Linked DNA regions of Mus musculus: regions 2 and 3 are each linked to region 1. A link is a contact called in public Hi-C and HiChIP or PLAC-seq data. All regions are on one chromosome and are shown on one strand. The core of a region is the stretch at or near the end of the contact, and the rest is flanking DNA. Distances in the headings are between cores, read along the strand shown. Region 1 holds the start of Hacd1 (3-hydroxyacyl-CoA dehydratase 1). Region 2 overlaps Mrc1 (mannose receptor, C type 1). Region 3 overlaps Mrc1 (mannose receptor, C type 1).

The links. A called contact is a pair of places that touch in the nucleus more often than the background predicts. HiChIP or PLAC-seq counts read pairs in DNA pulled down with a chosen protein or histone mark.
Region 2: a contact with region 1 is called in a FOXA1 HiChIP or PLAC-seq map of pancreatic cancer cells. The contact joins the enhancer-like site here to the promoter of Hacd1 in region 1. A contact is called at or near these places in 12 of 39 promoter capture datasets (the 3T3-L1 cell line, 3T3-L1-derived adipocytes, the C10 cell line and 6 more), 1 of 15 datasets of contacts at CTCF or cohesin (the NIH/3T3 cell line), 5 of 484 Hi-C or Micro-C datasets (embryonic fibroblasts, granulosa cells, liver and 1 more), 8 of 115 datasets of contacts at active chromatin or transcription factors (embryonic stem cells, large pre-B cells, microglia and 3 more) and 3 of 9 other capture datasets (adipose tissue, liver and pancreatic islet).
Region 3: a Hi-C map of peritoneal macrophages shows a contact between it and region 1, with 2.8 times the contacts expected there. The contact joins the enhancer-like site here to the promoter of Hacd1 in region 1. A contact is called at or near these places in 12 of 39 promoter capture datasets (the 3T3-L1 cell line, the C10 cell line, the HPC-7 cell line and 6 more), 1 of 15 datasets of contacts at CTCF or cohesin (large pre-B cells), 10 of 484 Hi-C or Micro-C datasets (the C10 cell line, the HPC-5 cell line, bone marrow-derived macrophages and 7 more), 7 of 115 datasets of contacts at active chromatin or transcription factors (bone marrow-derived macrophages, embryonic stem cells, fibro-adipogenic progenitors and 3 more) and 2 of 9 other capture datasets (adipose tissue and liver).

What each region holds. Positions count from the first base shown.
Region 1 is chr2:14,053,816-14,058,479 of GRCm38.p6, forward strand. It overlaps Hacd1 (3-hydroxyacyl-CoA dehydratase 1), which reads right to left and starts at 2,220. Exons shown (of 7, transcript NM_013935.3): 1 at 1,916-2,220. The coding sequence starts at 2,052.
Region 2 is chr2:14,276,862-14,281,525 of GRCm38.p6, forward strand. It overlaps Mrc1 (mannose receptor, C type 1), which reads left to right. Exons shown (of 30, transcript NM_008625.2): 11 at 2,975-3,123. Among named protein-coding and RNA genes, the nearest start is that of Mir511, 18 kb to the left of the region's middle. Within about 2 kb of position 2,595, at least 29 of the 459 cell types and tissues checked have an H3K27ac peak or open chromatin away from gene starts, as enhancers often do. A contact at or near this core is called in the NIH/3T3 cell line and pancreatic cancer cells, where this site is marked.
Region 3 is chr2:14,247,472-14,252,135 of GRCm38.p6, forward strand. It overlaps Mrc1 (mannose receptor, C type 1), which reads left to right. Exons shown (of 30, transcript NM_008625.2): 4 at 1,336-1,500. Among named protein-coding and RNA genes, the nearest start is that of Mir511, 11 kb to the right of the region's middle. Within about 2 kb of position 2,565, at least 58 of the 459 cell types and tissues checked have an H3K27ac peak or open chromatin away from gene starts, as enhancers often do. A contact at or near this core is called in the HPC-5 cell line, the HPC-7 cell line, adipose tissue and 7 more, where this site is marked.

The DNA of each region.
Region 1 (4,664 bases), core at 970-3,469:
AGTTCAAAGGTACTGCTGCAGCCACAAGAAAAGGATGACATCACAGAAAGAGGGAACAGCAAAGACAAAGAGAACTGTAAAACGCATCCTGAAAAACAGAGTCAGGGGGTTTCAAAGGCAAGAACACTGGAAAGGTAAACTGGGTAGTACGGGAATCTGTGAAAATGGTTGTCGATGAGCACATCCCAAGTTCCTTAGGATGGGAGCCGGCCACCCGGGGATTATTTTAACTTTCTCAATCAAGATCTTAAACTGGGATTGTGCAGCAAGTTTTCATTTTTGAAACAATAACGTGGTCTTAAAAATGGAAAGCAGACTGGACAGGGAAGGGCCAGCCAATCAACTAACATAAGGTGAGTATTCCAAAAACGTTTACTCACTTGGTGAGCAAGTCTCAGAGGAAACCGGCCGCTCCCAGACCCTGCTGCATTTTGAGGCAACAGAGTATGGTGGGCATTGAACCATCTGCCAGTTGTTCTAAGGCTGTTTGCTTTTCTGAACTTTCAAAGGTCTGGAATTCAGGGCAGCAAGAAGATGAGGTTGCACAACTCTGGAGTGAGTCTCAGAGGAAATCCATGCCTGACACTTTCTGGTTGTGATCTCCAGCCAGTGACTTGGGGGTCTCTCCATACCTCACTCTAAAATATTATTCTGTACCCCTCACAGGATTGCAGAAAACTAAAAATTAGAAGACAGCCAAAGGAACCAGCACAGTCCCTGGCACACAGTAACCCCCAATAAATACATATCTACGAACTAATTATATTTGATGTTCAGTAGTATAATATATACTAGATGATCGACAGGAACATTTGTTAAATAGAATCACATTTTTTTACACGTTCACATTTTTTCTATAAGCTTCAGAGACTTTTAAATACTAAAGGTTTCTTCACAATCCTCTAACTTAAAACGTGAGAAGATATTGAGAAAGTAACTCTTTCTAAAGGCAAGACAGCAAAGGACATTTTCATAATGGGTTTCGGTCACAGTAGACCCATAAGTCATTTGATAGCCCTTTGATCCTAACTTCCTACTCACACTAGGTCTGGGGGGAGGCCAGAGATGGGGAGTAGGGTGGGTAGTCGGTAATCTGGAAAGGACAAGGCCAGAAAGATGCTGATTATCTGCCCTGTTCCAGATGTTTCAAACAAAGTCCCAAGTGGGCATTTCTAAGTGCCATGCTTAAAACAAAAACAGTAGGTGAAGAAAAAACAGTAGGTGAAGACACTGCCCAGCAATCCACAGCACCAGGAACCACACGGCCAGGGTCCGGTGCCCACAGCCAGCGGACAGCTCCCGGCTCGGGTGAATAGACCGGGCCGTTTCTTCAACAGCAGGCGGAGGCGGCCGAGCCGCAGTCGCCTGCCCCGTGGGTCGGCCCCACATTCCTGCCCGGGTCTATACTTAACCTCCGGCCCGCGCCCCGTGCCGCCGCGCCACACCGTGCACCGTATTAGGCAATGCCCAGCGAGCGGCGGCTGGCCGCCCCGCCCCGCCCCGCTCCATTCAACCCCGCTACGCCCCTCCCCCACTGCGCCGCGCGCCCCCGCCGCGCCGCGACCACCTAGGGCCCAGCACGCGCGCTCTTGCTCTCTGCGCCCCGGCCACTCTCCCAGAGTGCTCCGATCGCAAGTGGCCGGGCACACGCGCTGTCCCGCTCCATGTGCGCCTACGGGGCCGCGACCCCCAGTTGGCCGACACGCGCGCTCTCGCTCCAAAAGCCCCCGCCACCGTCGCGCGCCTCCGCCTAGACCCCTGACAGTTCCCCCGTGCGCTTCCGTTCCATCCCCGTGCGCGCGCCCTCGACCCCCAGCAGCCCCGCGAGAGCGCGCTCCCCGCGTCCCCGAGCCCGGATCGCTGAGGGACCGCACTGGTGCTTGCGGAGCGTGGAAGGACCTTCGCGCGCACGTACCCGGCCGTCATGGCGATATTGTAGAAGGTGAGCCAGGCGGTGGCCAGTAAGCCTAGGCGTCTCCGCTTGCCGGCGGCTTCCTTCTCGTCGCTGGCCTCGGAGGCGCCGTTGGTGCCGTCCTCCTCACTGGACGCCATGGTGACCGCGCACGCGGACCCGGAGGAGCAGCGCACAGGAGCGGGAGGGGCCGGCTGAGCGCGCCACTGAAGTGCCGCTGCCCGCGGCCGCCGCCTCGGTCCAGCGCTCCATGTGCGACGCGCGGGGGGTCGGCGCCGCCTGCCCGGCCTCCCGCGAGGGGGAGGAGCGCGCCCCCGGCCGCGCGCCCCGCCCCGGCGCCGCCTCTCGGGAGCGCGCGCTCAGGGCCCTAGCCCCGGGGTGGGCCAGCCGGGGTCATGGCTTCCAGGCAGTGTCACGCGGCGCGCTCCCGCGGGAGAGCTGTCCGCACTGGCTGCGACCTCTTCCTAGAGAGACGCGAGCGACGTGCGCCCTGGCAGTGGGTGCCCCGCTGGAGAGCCTTGTCCAGATAGAGCGAGTGCACCCGAGGTGGCAGGGGTTTTGCCCCGAGAGCAGGGTCTCCCTACCAAATGCTCGCTCTCCCGAGTTTCTGGAGAAGCAACTCCGGCCTAGCCTTGCCCCATGCCTTTCATTACTGGGTCAGACGGATGTCATGGGTTCTAGAGATCTGTTCTAAAGGAAGCTGGGAGAAAGGACGTAGGCAAAGAGGGATAGGTGTTAGGATACTGACAGGAAATCCAGCCATGGTGTTAACAAGTTTCCTGTCCTGCTGGGAAGAAGTGCCCAATGGCTCTCCACATTTAATCTCCCCTTTTTCTCTCTTCTTCTCAAGAACCATTCTGGTAATAGCCCCCTTTCCTTTCCCTTTATAGAGTGTGGCTAAGCAAGCAGCCTAGAGTCAGTTTACTGAAATTCAACCCCCAAATTCCTGACTCCACCAGTCTGGGAATTTAGAAGTTTGTGTATGCCTACATTTCTGCAAAAGAAAATAAAATGGTAAACCTCATAGAGAGATAGGGTTAAGGAAATGATCCATCAAAATCAAGTACTGACTTGATACTGTTTGTCAACTGAAGTATGCATATTAGTACTTTTCAGGCATCTTGCTTATAATGAGAGAAAGACATTTTGCAAAGGGCAACACTGTCAGAGGGGAGAAATGACTATAGGTTTGTCCATGAACTCCCCTGGGTGTGCACATTGTTGTGGATGTGAAATGGGAGGATTACCCGTCCAGTTTCAGAAATGTCAGGGGAAGTGGGGTTAAGTAAAACCTTCCAAGTGGAAAGTGTACTAGGGATAAATTTACTAAAGCAGGTGCCGGCCCTGTACACTGAACATTAAATCACTGCCATATGACACAACAGGCCTCTAAATCTCAAAATGTTACAATGTCAGTTCTCTCCAGATGCCAGCAGGTTTTATTTGAAAAGCTAAAACCTACAGATCCATGAACATGTATAGGAAGAACTAGGAGCATGTGCATAGCCTATTTATTATAAACCTCACTATGAAACTACAATGGTCAACCTAGAATAGTAAGCAGAAGGGAATTGTGGACCAATGTGACTGCAGAGTTCAAATACACCATAACCTGAAGCAATTCAGTGTGGGAATTTTAATCTTTTCAATGAGTGGAGCAACTGGACAACCACAGAAAAAATGAATCTTACATCATGGCTATGTGCTAACTTCAAGGTGATCATAGAATTAAACACAGAAGCAAGCATATGAAACAAGAAGAAAACAGAATCTCTGATGTTAGGAAAAAAGGCAAAGACTTCTTAGGTACAACTATCATAAAGAAAGGAAGGAAGGAGGGAAGGAAAGAGGAAAGGAAAGAAGACTTAAAATTTTACATTAAAATGTAAAAATCTATTCCAAAAACAATTTTAAAAGTGAATATTCACCATACATTCAAGTAACAAGAGTATATGATGAGTCTTTATAATTCGATAGGACAGGGGCTAGGAAGAGAGCTCAGCAGTTTAAAGTGCCTGCTGCTCTTCCAGAGGACCCGAGTTTGGCTCCTAGGACCCGGGTCAGTGGTTTCACAGCCCTGAAACTCCAGTTCCTGAGTATCTAATCCACTTTCCTGGCCTCCTCGGGAACCCACACACGGCATACACACAGAAAGACACACCACACACAAGTAAAATAAAGTATGTTTAATTCAATAAAGGAGTCTGCTTTTGTTTGTCTGTTTTTAGCAAATAAGAGAATGTAGAGCACACGGGAAGGAAGAACTCATCAGTGCCACGCTCGTAGCTGCTGGCTTCACTAGGAGTAGGGAAATTTTGAATTAAAGTGGCTAACATTTCAAAGGGCTGGCAAGGGTGTGTAGCAACTGGCCTTCTTCACGGGGCTAAAGAGAACACTGCTTTGGAAAACAATTTATCAATTTATTTAAAAGATCAACACGTTTAGTTGTCATATGGCTGAGCAATTTCCTCCTTTGTATTTAACCAAGGTAAACAAAAACATATGCCCACACAATGAATTAGACACGGGTATTCATAACAGTTTAGTCATAGTAGCCCTAAACTAAAAATAACCCACATGTCCATTAACACATGTATGAGTAGACAAATGGTAGTGTACTCGTTTAGTACGATATTACTCAGCAGAATAAGAAGATGAGCAGCCAGCCAGTCAACAAAAATGAATCTCATAAAGGTTTTGCTGAGCTAAAGAGGCCAAACAACATATGTAATGTATGATTATTTTCTATGAA
Region 2 (4,664 bases), core at 1,345-3,844, 220 kb after region 1:
CCCATTTTGTTCTCTTAGCACTCACTCTGTGAAAAAGAGGAGCAAAGGAGAATCACTCCAAGGAAAGACCAGCTCACATATCTGTTTTCCTAATGCAAACTCACAGCTCAAATCAGTTCTCTAATCTCTAAGGTGTCAAGGCTTCCCCTAGCACCCAGCAAGCAATTTTTCAGTGACTCCACCCTAGGATCCCTGAACTTAATTCAGTTCTTCTGTTATCTGTTTGGCAGCAGTGTCAGATCCCACAGGCAGGGTTTGGTCCTCTGGAGGTTGTACTTGACTCATGTCAGGTCCAGTTGCAAGCGCTAAGCTGTGTTGCCTGCATTTCTGAAGGGCCAGCTATAGAAATACATTCCTACAACCCTATGCTAGGCTCCCTTCATTTGCTTGAACAACTCAGAGAACTCTGGGAAGCACTGACATTTCCTGATTCACTTAGGGGATGTCAAAAGGAGAGGGTCAGGTGAGAGGGCTCAGTGAATATAGTGCTTGTCACAGAAGCATGAGGACCTGAGATTGGATCCCTAGCCCCCAGGTAAAAGGCCAGGCATTATAGTATACGTCTGTCATCCTAGCTCTATGAAGGCAGATAGAGGAGGATCCCTAAGGCTACTGGCCAGATAGCCTGGATGAACTGGTAAGCTCTAGGTTCAGTGAGAGACCCAGACTCAAAATGTAAGGTGGAGAGAGATTAAGGAAGATACCCAACATTGATCTCTGGTTTTCATATGTGAAACACACACACACACACACACACACACACACACACACACACACACACACACACACACACACACAGATGCAGAGAGAGAGAGAGAGAGAAAGAGAGAGAGACAGAGACACAGACAGAGACAGAGAGACAGAGAGATCGAGCGTTATATAAGGATGCAGGTGAAGAGACAAACAGGGTGAAGTGGAAGACAAGGTAGTGGAAATTCCATCTTTTCTACTGACCTGCACCATCCAGGAATCCCCACCAGCTCAGCCATGTGGAACACTTTGTGAGCTGTTGAGAAACTCTATTACTTGAGAATACTGGCTAATAGACTAAGCAAGGAAACACAGCAGGTGCCAAGATTCTTCTGTGCCTCTCAGGGCTTACAGCCTTTCTCCCTCCAGGGTGTGGCACATAGATCCCTGGGATTGATAGGATGGGTCTTATCACTTATTACTAAGGAAGGCAGGTCAGAGGCCCAAAATTATGATCCCAACTTCCCAAATGTAGACTGTATTATCTGCAAATATTCTACTCATTCTTTCTATTCTTTTATCTTAGTTAACTAATTAAGTAATCAACTAAGCTTTGTTGGCTTGGCTAATAGAATGATAGGCTAAGAAAATCAAACAGAAAGTAGAGGGTTTTAAATTTGAACTTTAAGCTCTGAGGTTTCATTCATCTTTGAGGTTTACTTACTTCTTTGTTTTATTTTCTTTCTTACTCTTCTCAAAGCTTGGCTTATACATTCAAAAAACTTAAAAAAAATTCAAAAGTCACTGACATTTTATTGCTTCAGGGCAGACTCAAAACCCACAGAGTCCTGCTGATACTAAAAATCCTGTGATAAAAATAGATATCAGAGGATTGTGTTTCAAACTGCATCTTCCTCTCCCAGCAATGACATGCTAATATAAACATCTAACTACTAGAACACAGATATGTATTCTCTCAAGACAGAGCAGATGAATTGCTTAAATACCATGGATATACATTTGTGATTGATTGGTTAAAGAATCGTATACAAGAAGAGAATTACTCTTCATGTGTTCTCGTGTTCTCTGAGCTATTTGTATTTAGCTCTTTGTATTTAACTGTCATTAAATTTCCTTTTCATGTTTTAGAAAGTAAATTGTACTTATAGTGTTTTGATTGCTCTTTTTAGGCATCTGGAATTATTCGGACTATGGTTAAATATAACATCTGCCATTTTTATCAGGGCCCACAGTCCTCTTTGTTCTCCCTGGCTCTTGATGTTCCTGAAAATGCAGTGCCTATTTTTCTGAGACATTTCCGCCCAAGTTGCCTTCATTATTTCAAGTGTTTTTTTTTTTTTTTTTTTTTTTAAGCTAAGACAGATCTATAGCCTATCATCAGAAAGGGAAAGAAACAAGATGGTCCCAATTCGTGATTCTCCTTGATAACCCTATCATCTGTAATCAAGAATTGAGCAGGGCATTTGACCTGTGTAAAAAGTGGTCTGGTCATTTCAAATAATTTTTCCAACTGCTGTAGTTTTCTTCTTTGTATTTTCAAAGTTCTCTTAAATTTTGTGAAGGCTAGAGAGGCCAATATGAGAATGAGAGAACAATGTCTGAATGGATCAATCCACTCAGATAGATGGTAGTTTAACTTCATAAACTTACTTTTCCTTAGTGAAGACTATTATAATGTAAACGATATAAAGCTATGACTCCTGTGTGACTCTTTGTGGGAAGTTATGAAATGTTTATTCATGCCAGATCATAAAGGAAATGATTCCCCCCAGGTCCAGCTTGGGGAATCAGGGAGTTTACAGGGTAACTTACAGGAGTGTGAGCAAAGGTTACATATGTGGATATGAGTGATTTATTGGCAGCTCCCTCACTGGAAAGCCCACTTCAGCATGGGTGATGATTCATGAAGGCTGCATCCCTGACACGCCCTGAGCAATTTACACGTAGCTCTGTAGAAGAGTCTTGTCTCCCTAGCAATTATTTATTGCTTCTATAATCCCAGGAAGAGGCCCTGTGAGTCTTGTAACTTTCATAAACCTCCTGAGCTTTCTAAGTTCTTTAGCTTCCTGGATCTATGACATATGTTCTGTCTTTAAGAGAGAATGTTAGAATCCAGAGGAAATGGCTACAGAAGAGTAAAGCAATATTTGAATTTATCAATGAAACAATATCTCGGGTATAAAACTGAAATAATTTTCATGTTGATAATTTAAGAAATTTGCATAAATGTTTCTAAAGTTTAGTTACTTTAATTCTTTTAAAGATATGAACAAGCATTCCTGACTAGTTTGGTTGGATTGAGGCCTGAAAAATATTTTTGGACAGGACTCTCAGATGTTCAAAACAAAGGGACGTTTCGGTGGACTGTGGACGAGCAGGTGCAGTTTACACACTGGAATGCCGACATGCCAGGTATGCGGGAGCTGTGCTCAGGGCAGGTCTAGGGGTCTATGCTCAGGGCATTCCCTCATTCTTTCCAGCAGAGCCTGTCAGTCTTGCAGACACCTCTCCAATGCAGCATGCGAGTCAGTTGTGTTTAAGTAATCTTTGCATTTCTCTTCTCCCATGCCCTCCCATCCAGCTTTCAGTATTCTGGGGCAAAGAGGAAGAGAAAATTTTTAAGTAATTTGGTTCTGGTATATTTAAAGCAACGAAACATTTCAAGTGCTCTCAGGTGTTATGAATATTTGCCTAATTTCACAAAACGGGGCCCTATAGAAAGCAGATGTAAAACTTTTCAGTGGGGCTGAATATGAATATGGATGTCGTTGAATGGTGGGACCAATGCAAACGCTTATGGGGAATCATTAGTCCAATTTTTGCATTAACCCTTTACAAACATGGGATTTTATTTTATCTTTCCAAGAATAACAAGGGGGCATTTAAGTATCTTCTTTTAAAAGATGTAGAAATTGAAACTCAGGATTTATAGAACTAGAGATGCCCAAGCCTAGACTTATACTAATCTTGGCAGTAAGCTAGTCTGAGGAATCTGGTTTTGGACCAACCAGCTGCTTTGGTTTTTTGAATTGCTTTTGTTGACTGGAGACCCAAAGTAGACTCTAACAGACACTAAGAGCTTCTTTATCTTTATACACTGATGTTACTGGCAAATAATATTACTGACAATGCCATCTCTCAGACACTTCAATACCCTTTACAGAAAGCAAATCAGTGTGCCAGAATCACAATTCTATTCTAAGAATTCTATTCTATTCTAAGCTATTCGAGGAATAACCACTTAAGCGCATGGGTTTGCTACTTGGCTCAATACATCCTAATCTCCAGCTGTTAGTCAAATTTGCATGAGCAGCTTTGAGTGGGGAACTGATGTCACCACTCAGATTACACTGTTTGTACACCTGCTATTTGATTATTAAATCATTAAACACTGGAACTGTGAGATTCAAGATCACGTAAATGAACACATTCTCATTTTGTTTGTTTCAGTTTTGGGGAAAGTCACAGCTCTTACTGGGTAGCTTTACTTTGCCTTGGTTACTTACTCACCAGGAGGATTCTGAGTGATGAGCACTGGAATATCTTCAAGAATAAAAATCCATTAAACTAGAACCATAGCTCAGCTGTGACCACTGAGAGTCTTGAAGACAAAGTCTCTTGTTGTATAGTCCAGGGTTAGACTGGAACCTACAATGTAGCTGTTAGAGTTCCCTATGGCACTCACTATGTAGGCTGGGCTTAAACTCAAGATCCTCCCACTCTAGCCATCCATGTGCTGGCACCACAGCTTTGCGCTCAGGCCCCACTATCCTGTATCTACTTGATGGAAAGATGACTGAGTGCCCAAACATACAGCTTCAAGAACAAACAAGGCACCTGGGGCCTGACCTGATTATCAAGAAAGATGAATGAATCTTGTAGCCAGTGGGTCAGGGGATCAGAGCAGCCTCAGCTGTCATCTATTGCAGTAGCAGTCAGTTTCAGTGCAAGAT
Region 3 (4,664 bases), core at 1,315-3,814, 190 kb after region 1:
TACTGTGATTTTTATAGCTGTTTTGGTGCTGGGCAGGGGAGCTCAGTAGTCTGGTATCCACTTACATTCTTCAGAGGCCAGGGTTATAGCTCCATCATTATCTCCATTATCATCATCATCATCATCATCATCATCATCGTTATAGCTCCATTATTATCTCCATCATCATCATCACCACCACCACCACCACCACCACCACCATCATCATCATCAACAACAACAGATTTTGGACATTTCTATGCCATTGCCTTTCTTCCTCTTTGATGTGGCATGTTACTACAAATGTCAATTCATAGGACATGGTATATATGTGTATCAGAAAACATTCTTATTGTCACTTCCTCATCAGACATGAAACACAATTCCAACGAGAGTTAAGAATTATGATGCCATCCACTAGATGCTACAGACAATTTAGCAAGCTGAATGCTTTGTTATTAATATAATTATTTAATTGTTACAGTTATATAATTCCTTTTTTTCTCTGGTAAATAAATTAGAAGGTCACACCCTCTTTCCCAGGGTCATAAGCAGAATTTTGTTTCATTAAAAAAAGAAGAAAGGGACATAGAAAAACATTTAATTTCCTAGCTTCCAAATATCTTACATGTAAAACGTTATAAATAATAGTCATGTATCTATAGTGTCAGCCTTTTCTAGAGTCTACCAAGTTTTCAGTCATATAACAACACAGGGTCAATATAAGCTAAAATGACCATTTTTTTTTAACTATGAGAAAAAAGCCTAACAATTAACACACTCTGTTGCTAAGATGTAGGCCAAGTATGTCCTGGTGATGAGAAAATGGAGCTCTGAAAATGGAGCTTTCCTATTAGCCTGCCTGAAGAAACCTGTGAACTTCCCTCTTATGCCATCTTTCTTATATTTTGGGTTGTGAGCCTAGCCTTTAACAGCTGAGACATCTCTACAACCTATGCCCTTCTTTCTTAAAAGAGCAATTGGAACCAGAGAGACCCTGGCCACAAAAACTACTCGTTTATTTTTCTCTTCCTTACCTATTTCATTCCTTGCTCCAGAACACTGGGCTGGCATCCTGAGTTGTCTTTCTGGTGTCTGCCCCATCATCTGGTCCAAATGTCTCAGCAGTGAAACAAGGAGATGGTCTCTCTTTCTTGCCTTAGGCATATAAAACATTACAGATGAAGTTGGCTCATGATGAGTCTACTCTTCATCTCAGGAGTGAAAAAAAGGCTTTAAAATAAGGGACAACAGCGGAAGATGTAATCATGAGAACTGGGTGGTTTTAAAAAATGTATTGTTCACTGGACACATCTCCCAAGTGTAACACAGCTAACTCACTGTCTTCTTTCTCAGTTGAGGGAAGCGAGAGATTATGGAACAAAGATCCACTGACTGGCATTCTTTACCAGATAAACTCCAAGTCTGCTTTAACCTGGCATCAGGCAAGGGCAAGCTGCAAGCAGCAGAATGCTGACCTCCTGAGTGTCACGGAGATCCACGAGCAAATGTACCTCACAGGTAATGACAGAACTCACAGTCGTATGTACAACAAGGTTACTTGGTTCCCATAGCGTGTGACTTACAAGTAGATAGTTACTAAGAGGTATTATGAATGTCACGAAAAAGTTTGTCCCCAAGCAGATGGTACGGTTCATATAAGAACTCTGTGTTTAGAAACCAGCACCAGAGATGGCAAGCAGCTGCCATGTCATGATTGCACTTTGTTTTATCAGTTGTGACTGTCTTTAGAGTACATGTTAAGAACTGTTCTGAAGATGGAACTGAGCAAAGAACAAAGGCAGCCACTGTCATGGAATGGTGTGGTTTTGGACCCAGCAGTACCAACCATGTTCCATCGTCCCAAACATTTCTCATTAGCATCAGAGAGGTTAAGATGATAAAATGAAATGAATGATTGGGAGCAGAGACAAGTCAATACTTCCTGTGCAAACCTAAGTCCCCTTTACCTTGTGCCTCTCCAGCTCCCAGATCTGTATTATTTCTACAGTGTACTGTTTGGCTTTTCAAAACATCTATTACCAAGTTGTAAACTAGCCTTTGACTGAGAAAACAATATACATTCAATCTCTAATAGTCAGTCTCAAGTATTGCCTAGCAAGCAATACTAGGAGAACGGGGTTTGATTTCTAGAATTCTTTCCCATCTTTCACGCACAAGAGAATTGTTCTGTGTTTGAAAAATAAAACATTGGCCACAGAAACGTAAAATGGGAATGGTAATTATATCACTTATTCTTATGCCATGGTGATAAAATACCCCAGCCAAAAGTAACTTAGGAGAGAAAGGATTCATTTTGGCTTACAATTCCTGAGGGGCAGAATCCATCATGACATGGGAGGCAAGGCGGAAGGAGCATGAGGCTGACCTAGCAGGCAGGAAGCACAGAAATCACATTTTGAGCTACATAGAAGAAGGAGAGAGAGAGAGAGAGAGAGAGAGAGAGAGAGAGAGAGAGAGAGAGAGAGAGAGAGAGAGAGAGAGAGAAATCAGGAAGTGAGACTAGTCTATAAAACTGCAAAGCCTACTCCCACTGACATACTTCCTTTAGCAATGCACAGCTGCCACAACCCTCCCAAATCCTGCCACCAACTGGAGACCAAGGGTTACAATAAGTAGACCTAAGGGAGGGGTACTTTTCTTTTCAACCACTGCAGTGGAGCACACCTCTATGTCCAACATGAAGGAAATAGAGGCTGGAAGACCAGAAATTCAAGGTCACCCACCAGCTCATCGCCAGTTGCAGATCAGTTTGAGCTACAGGCTATCTGCCTCAAATATAAAACTAAACAGAAAGTCAATAAAAAGGCCACACTTGGGGAAGTGGATAATAGGGTCAAATATTAGTAAACACCTCTTCTTCCCCATTGTTAAAGCCTGCTCCCTCCAGTTCCTCTGACTTTACTGTTACATAACAGATCTTGGACCTGTGACTGCTGTGTTTACAACATACTCAGTGACCCCTAACTTCTAATCATGAAACACATTTACCCGGTTCCAGGATGCCATCTCTCCACCTACAGCTCACCATGGAAGCATTTTGCCTCTTAGCAAAGGTCTTTGGTTTCTCGTGGGTGGCATGGTTGTCTCTCTGCCACACCACGTTTTAAATCTAGAATCGCCCAAACCTTGCATACTGAATGGAATCTTTTCCATTTCCCTCGGCTTATTATTAGCACTTTTGTGAGATATTTATTTACATTTTGTGTGTCTGTACAGGTTTACATCCGTTTGTGTCCTGTGCATGTAGAAAACACAGCTCAGCCTTTGCATCCTTTGGTGATGTGCCTCAGAAACCCGTCACTTTATTTTTTAAAAGAAATAATATTTTTATTTATTCTTTGAAAAAAATAGTTTGATCATACTCATTCTGCTTCCTGAACACCTCCAGATCAAGGTTCTCCCCTCCCTCCCTATCCAGCCTCATGTTCTCACTCAAAAATCATAAATAAATAAATAAATAAATAAAATCACTACTATAACAAAAGCAAAACAAAACCAATGGCATGCAGTTTTTGTTGGCCAATAACTCTTGTGTGGCGTTGGGTGGCATACTTTGGTAGCTATCTACCTTTTCTTTTTGGGGCTCTCTGATTAGGCTAGTCTGATTGTCCACTGAGACCCAGGGATCCTTCTGTCTTTGCCTCCCTGGCACAGGGACTGTATGAATGCTCCACCACACGTGGCTTTTTATATGGCCCCTGGTGATAAAACTCAGTTCTTGTAATGTAGCAATCACATTATTTGTGAAATTATCCCCTCAGTTTTTATTACCTATTTACTGTTTTGCACAAATTCCCCATAATCTATTTATAAACACTTTAAATAAGTAGAAACATTTATTCCTCACTGAGCAGGCTATCTGGATAACTTTGCAGTGGGCATTCTGTTAGTACACCCAGGCTGACCCAATGCAAAAATCTTAAACAGAGGAAAGACATTCCTTTCTCAAGAAGAAAGATACTCAGTGTTCAATATCCTTAGGCCCTTACTGAGGAGGAATCTAGGGGATAATGGTGTGGCAGATGGGTGTTTGTGATCTGCTCTGTTGTGAGAAATAGGCATCCAAACTGGAAAACAACCCATAATAAAAATAAGGTGTATTTTACTAGAGGAGTTTGGAAAGTAAACAGGATTTTAAAAATATGCATACACCAGAGCGATGACTCTGAAGTTAGAAAGTATTGTTAGTATGGGTATGGTGGTTGACACCTGTCATCCCCATGCTCAAAGGCCAAGGTGGAACAATCTGAAACTTGAGGCCATAAACAAACAAACAAGTAAACAAACAAACAAGTTGTTGTCTTCTATTGGATAGGGGCCATGTGCCAGACACTGGAATTTACGTCTGAAACCGATATTAACCTTGCAAATAAATATTGTTATCTCACTGTATAGAGGGCATGGCAGATCAGTGGGTGAAAGCTGAGGTAAGTTGCTTCATGCTTTAAGTTCATAAAAAAAGGGCCAAATTGGAGTCCATCTCTGTCTTCTGTTTTATCTTGCCCGAATCTCACTCATAAAATAGCAGGAATCAGGTATGCCCAAAGCACCAGGGAGAACCTTAATGCAAACATAAGAATCTCTGAATGCCAGTAAATGTCTTCCTAACTTGTAGTGTGGTTCTGTACTGCCCACAGGGTGGCATGCTTCTACCCGATACT